Regions from separate parts of the Hordeum vulgare genome. Here region 1 is linked to region 2. Evidence: chromatin contacts called from public Hi-C data. All regions are on one chromosome and are shown on one strand. The core of a region is the stretch at or near the end of the contact, and the rest is flanking DNA. Distances in the headings are between cores, read along the strand shown.

Region 1 (3,104 bases), core at 345-2,844, 140 kb before region 2:
TTCTCAAACTAATCGACACAGAGCAAGATCTGGCAGCTCTCCCTATTGCGGTTCAAGGCCGTGGTATGACCAGGTACCGAACCCCTAAACCGAGGCCGCTGTCTTGCAATGTGTTCATTGACGACCAATGTGACAACCACAATGTCTTCTTCATGTGAGGACGAATCATTCGATGAACAAATGAGATTATGAAAAAAATACTCATTTCCACTGTCCATGATACCTTGTGAGGAAAGTGTCAAACATATTATAGTCGTGGTGGTTGGCATATATTGCGTTCGTTGGCGGTAGCTGTTGGCGTGCCCCTCGCAAGCAGCCGACTAGGCTGGCGATGGCGTTCGGCGTCCTGCGGCTATGCAATGCCTGCTAGAAGGTGACGAGGTCACCGTCCGTCGTTACCGCTCGTTGCTTCTTCCCCCACCAGAAGAGCCACGAATACCGCTTGCGTGGGAGAAGGCTATGGCATGGGGGTTGATCGTGATGTAGGAGGCATGAGGAAGACAGTGAGGAAAAATGGATAGGGCTGACGTCCACGAGGATGGCGAGTAGAGGGAGGGGCGTAGGAAAGGGCAGGGAAGAGAAAAGAGTTATGTCCTCGACGGGCGTGCGAGGGGAGGACAAAGGCGTGTGTCTCGCCCGTCCATGCACTATTCGTTTCGGCAAACGCCGCCCAAATATAGGCCGGGGACAGGGCGAAAGTGGACTAAAAACGAACATTTGTCTGCTTGCTTTTCTGCTTTTGATCAAAAAAAATTATCAGTTTAACACTAAATGGATGCGACCAAACGATCTGGGGAGTAGGCCATAAAAATTATAAATTGTATTTTTATGTCATGTGCATGTGAGCTCACAACTAGAATCACATTTTCAGCGTTCCATTAATCTTTGAGGGTTCTAGAAAACTTGACTAGTTGTGATACTCGGAAACTTGTCTAGTTTTTCTTTTTGTTGTGATACCCGAAAACTTGACTAGTTGACTCTAGTGTATCTAGCCAAGAGCTATTTTAGTCGATAGCTCAAAACACCTTTTCTACAGTAGAGAGCCCATACCTTCTTACTACTTTTTTCGGTTTATAGGACTCATCACAAATTTTTTAGATTTTTATTATATAAGGCTTATTTTGAGTCTAATTCAGTTAAATTACTTTGAAACACATACCATATTTAATTCATAAAGATAAAAAAAAAGAAATTAATCACTATGCATGTTTTTTTTTTTTATGTACGAGGCAAGTCTAATGAAAAGAAGGATGCTACATTAATTGCTTCAAAAATTAAATACTACTAGTATGTGAAAATATTTCATTAGCTATTTAAAAATAGTGTTATTCATTTATAATCTATCTCGGTTGATGAGATTTCAGATTCAAGTCTTATAAATCGAAAAGGAGGGAGTACTTTTTTTTTAGTCGATGCAAGTTTATCGCCGTACGAGTAGTCGAGTACGCGCGGCCACGTGAAACCGGTACGCTCCCATGACTCCATAGCCCCACCATGGAACTGGATCAAGAAAACAGACGGAAGAACCTGTACCGTACCGTCGTATAGTGTCGGCTAGTGCTGGCCGCTGCTGCTGGACCGGGCGCGCCCTACACAAGCACACACCCATGTGTCCGTCCGCCGTCCTCGGCATCCACCCACCGCCGTCCATGGCCTCACGCTCCTTGGTTTCTTCAGCTGGACGCATCTCCGTTCTGTGGCCACATACAGATACCGGTGCAGACTACAGAGGTACCGAGCTCGATCCATCCAAACTGGCATCGCTACGGCCGTGATTACTCCGCTGAAACTAACTCCCGATCCGATCTGAACTTCCGAAGCGAAAAGGGATGTAGTACGTACCCTCGCTTGACGACCGACCGGTACCCGTCGGCAGTACGGTTGCAGGTAGTGTTAGCCTGTCAGCCATGGCGCCACTATGGTCCATCGACCAGTGCCCTCCACCTTGCAAGCGCAGGATCAGCAGTCCAGCACCGACGGTCGCGAAGATGAAAGATGGCCAGTCCTTTCCTTGGCTAGACCTACACTACTGCTAGCTTAGCTACCTAGTCCATCGGCGTCACCCCAGTGGGAGTGTCAGTGTGTGGCTCACGGTTCAAGCTCAGCGTGACACCACTGACTCGGCAGTCCACCGAATCTCGCTGAGCCTAGCAACTGTGTACACGGAAGCTGAAACAGCATTCGTATCTTGTAGTAAAATCTCTGTGCAATTCCTTCTGGTGGCGGCCGAGAGCATCCCAAAGACAAAAACATAAAATATCTACTCGAGAGTCGAAAGTCGGAACCTTGGCTAGCATCGGGAGGCAGTGATGCGTATACGCATTGTCGCCGGCACCAACCCACCATGCCGCCGCCGCCACCAACTCGCCGATTTTTCAAGTGCGTTGTCGAGCTGGTCAACCCTGTCACACGGCGACTGAGGAGGATTAGAGTAATTGGGGCCGAGCGGAGAGGAAAGATTCCGACGAGCTCGCCGGCTTATCTTATCTTAGGCGAGTGAATGGTACGAGGGGAGAGCTGACAAAAAAGGCGTGGGGCAGTGGACCAGTGGGAGTGAAAAGGCAGCGCTCGATTTCTCAAGGACAGCTGCTGCTTTCCGCCCCTGGTCATGGTCCTGCCCATGCGATCGGAGTGGTTGCTCACTTTGAGTTGTTTCCTTGGACCATGCATGGGCATGCACAATGCGATGCGTTGCTTACTTGCTTGCATTGCCTTTTTTGTCTCCCTGGCAGATAATGTAGCTCACATGGATATGGTGGATCAAAGTGAGTTGTTTGCGGTACCAAGTTTTACCACTTGAGCCAAATTAGAGTTTGAGGGTATCATGGTTTTGATAAAGGGGTTATATCATTTATGTTACTAGTTGTGTCTTGGTACTCAGTTTTGCCATCGGAACTACAACTTTTTTAAAAATGTCATCACTTCATTAGGCACATTGTAAAACGATGCCACCGGATATCATCAATGTCAAGCTTAAAGCCTATCTGCGAGGTTATATGACTAAAACACCCATGGACCAACATGCCATCTCTTCCTCTATCTTACTATGGTAAAGTGTCGTTCCAACTTGATCCCTATCAACATTCTTATTTTTCTCTAAAATC
Region 2 (2,935 bases), core at 344-2,843:
AAACAATTTCCAGAAACAAAAACATACATGTACATCCTATCGATGCAAAATTTTAGAATATCTACTATACTTTTTAATGGTTTAGTAGAAAGCATGCATAGAAGTCATCGTTGTCATCGTCGTCGGTGGTGGTTGGTGGGCTTGCTAGCGTCGGTGGTTTTGATGTGAAATTGAGCGAGTGTTTGGAGCTTGGGTGAAGAGCTTGTCCCGTCCTTGGGTCTACGACCGATGATGACAATGACCACGAGCAACATTGACCTTCTTGAGGGCATTGATGAATTGTTGTCGCCCCATCGACATGGATCAATATGTCGCTGCAGCTTTAGGGAAACCCTAGATATGATAGTGCATTGGCGTTGTATCCCCTCTAGAGGTATTCTTCTTTGGAGCTGGCAGACAAGCAGGGCCCGTGAAAGGCGACGATATCGGTGTTGAGGTTTCTGTCACGAAGATGTCGCGGTGAGCGATGGCACGGACACACCGATGGTTGATGTAGTTGCCTCTTATTAGGCATGTCTTCGGGATTTGCCTATGTTTCTTTGTTGTTATGGAGTCGAAGTTGCGACGATGTGGCTTCGATGATGACGATGACAGATAGCAAGTGGTATGTTTGGTGATTTTTCGCGAGCCAACTTTCCTCATCGTTGACGACTGAGTTCTGACACGGATCTTCATGTGATCTCGTACGACCTCTACGACGTGGGGGGACGTTCTACACAAAGTCAGAGTTGCTTTAGGGATGACGATGGCGTTGCTTAGACAGAAGTGGTGACGATGAAACTTGTTTACTACCTCGACGAGGCTCCCTTTCGAGAGGTGTGTGTATCGCTCAGCGGATTGTACCGATTTACGTTCATAATTAACCGTATAATTCTCTTTAATAATGTCCTAATTAGGGGACGAGTCAAAAAAGATGCCACTGTTTCGAGAAAAAGAAATATGCACACAGACGTATACCATATAAATCCTTGTGCTAGAGGAAAAGATAGACCAGAAAGAGCGCACACACATGCATGCATTTTTTACGCGCAGTTGACGTGACCACACCGCAACGCAAAGCACAGAAGGCATGTTCCAACCCCCGGCACAAAAACGAAAAGACACCCCGAGGAAGTGAAAACCAAGAAGGGCCAAGCACGGCCGGAAATGGCAAAGCACCCCCGGCCCCCGCGCGACCCAGCACAGCACAGCACAGCACAGCACAGCAGCCTCCCACCACAACATAGCGGCGGCACCGGGTATCGAGCATCCAAATCCAAGCCGAGCCCGAGAGCTGAAGCATAATCACGCGGCGCACACCACTCACCAGTCGCCAGGCCGCGCCACTTGCCCACCCCCCTCGTGCCCGCAGCGCTGCGTGCGCTTCCCTTTCCCACCGTCCCTTTCGCCCCGCACCCTGTCGGAGACCGACGCTCCTCCCCTCCCCTCCCCGTCCCCGTCCCCGCCACGCGCCTCGGCGTCGCCTCCACTCCTCCCCCCCTCCCCGCCACTCGCCTCGGCCGCCCCCTTCCGTGCGGAGGCGGCAACCTGTGACGCCCCAAAGTCGGCGCACCTGCTCCCACTGGGAAAGTAGCCGTTGCGGCGTCGCATTTATAGCGACCGCCAGGCGTCACGATGGCCGCTGCTCGGCGGTGAGGAGGAGCCCGCTCTCGCGCGCTCGGTGGTTGGTGGAGCGGAGATGCCGCTGGTCAGGTTCGAGGTGCGGAATGAGGTCGGGCTGGGCGACCCCGGGCTGTACGGCGCCGCGGGGGCAGGGAAGCGAGGCGGCGCCGGCGCCGCCGCCGCAGGGGAGGCCGAGCCCAAGGCGCTGCTCGAGGGCGTCGCCGTCGCGGGCCTCGTCGGGATCCTGCGCCAGCTCGGAGATCTCGCCGAGTAAGCCGCCCCCTCCCCTCATCTCCGTCGCTCCCTGCCTCGCGGTCTGATTTCAGTTTTTCCTGCGTGATTCGATTCGGCGAGTTGTGTGTGTGTGTGTGTGCTTTTTTTCCAGCCTTCCAGTGTGAGATCTGCTGCTCTCCGTGTGTGGTGATTTTGGCGGGCAACTACGGTTGGGGAAGTGTTTGGTCGCTGGTTTACTGGAGTTGAGGTGTTTGTGCTTGAGATTGGGGGTGATTGGAAGGTAGTGGGATCTGGTGTTGAGGTGGTTGCATTTGATAACGCGAGATTGAGTGCGGGGTTCTAGGAACTATAGGAATTATGGCAGGGTTTCCGCTCGCCGATTATGGACAAAGCAGCAGTGCTGCGTGGCTGGAACTGGATAGTATTTCGTTTTGGGCACTGGTGGCTTTCGAGCTCATTTCCGAGAGAGCATTAGGATTGAGTCGGGTAGAACCAAATTGTGTCTTCAGAGCGTTATACGAGCTAAACTATACAATCAAGTGGGTTTTTACCGCGTTTGCTAGGTTTTTGGAGGTATGCTTTGCTGAATTGGTAGGAACTATCGGTGTACTCTAGGTATGCCATGTTTGGGTAAGATCCCATGTTAGGATGGATTTATTTTATCACACTAGCTATATTATATAGATCGTGATTCTGAAAAGTTCCTGTTCTAGACGGCTTAGTGGGTGACTGGTTGAATTCGTTGAATATGTGGGAATAAAGGAGTGTTTGCTAATTCTTGTGCGACTGTTTCCATGGCTTCTAGCAATTTCTACTGGTTGTGTGATCAAAAATGTCACCACTCTTGGGAAGTCTTTTATTTATGGTAAACGTTTCCACGAACGCTTCGGCCGGTCTCGTCCACTCGCTCGCGGCTATAGCAAATCAAATCGGGAGGGCCCATCACGTTATCTCTTTCCTCATCCCCGCATCCTCCTCCTTCTTTTTTCCCAACCTCCTGGTTGCCATGGGAAATCCTACCCCGGCGATCTCCTCCAACGAGCCCCCGTCTTCTTCTCCGGCGAGCACCCTCGAAGCCTAGCATCGAACCAGTGTCCTC

What was found. A called contact is a pair of places that touch in the nucleus more often than the background predicts.
Region 1: a Hi-C map of leaf shows a contact between it and region 2, with 3 times the contacts expected there. The contact joins the enhancer-like site here to the promoter of LOC123443170 in region 2. A contact is called at or near these places in 3 of 6 Hi-C or Micro-C datasets (leaf and seedling) and 1 of 1 datasets of contacts at active chromatin or transcription factors (embryo).

Annotation. Positions count from the first base shown.
Region 1 is chr3H:115,335,056-115,338,159 of MorexV3_pseudomolecules_assembly, reverse strand. No RefSeq gene overlaps it. Among protein-coding and RNA genes, the nearest start is that of LOC123443170, 140 kb to the right of the region's middle. Within about 2 kb of position 1,594, at least 3 of the 3 cell types and tissues checked have open chromatin away from gene starts, as enhancers often do. A contact at or near this core is called in leaf and seedling, where this site is marked.
Region 2 is chr3H:115,194,261-115,197,195 of MorexV3_pseudomolecules_assembly, reverse strand. It overlaps LOC123443170 (SCAR-like protein 2), which reads left to right and starts at 1,593. Exons shown (of 10, transcript XM_045119463.1): 1 at 1,593-1,872. The coding sequence starts at 1,679.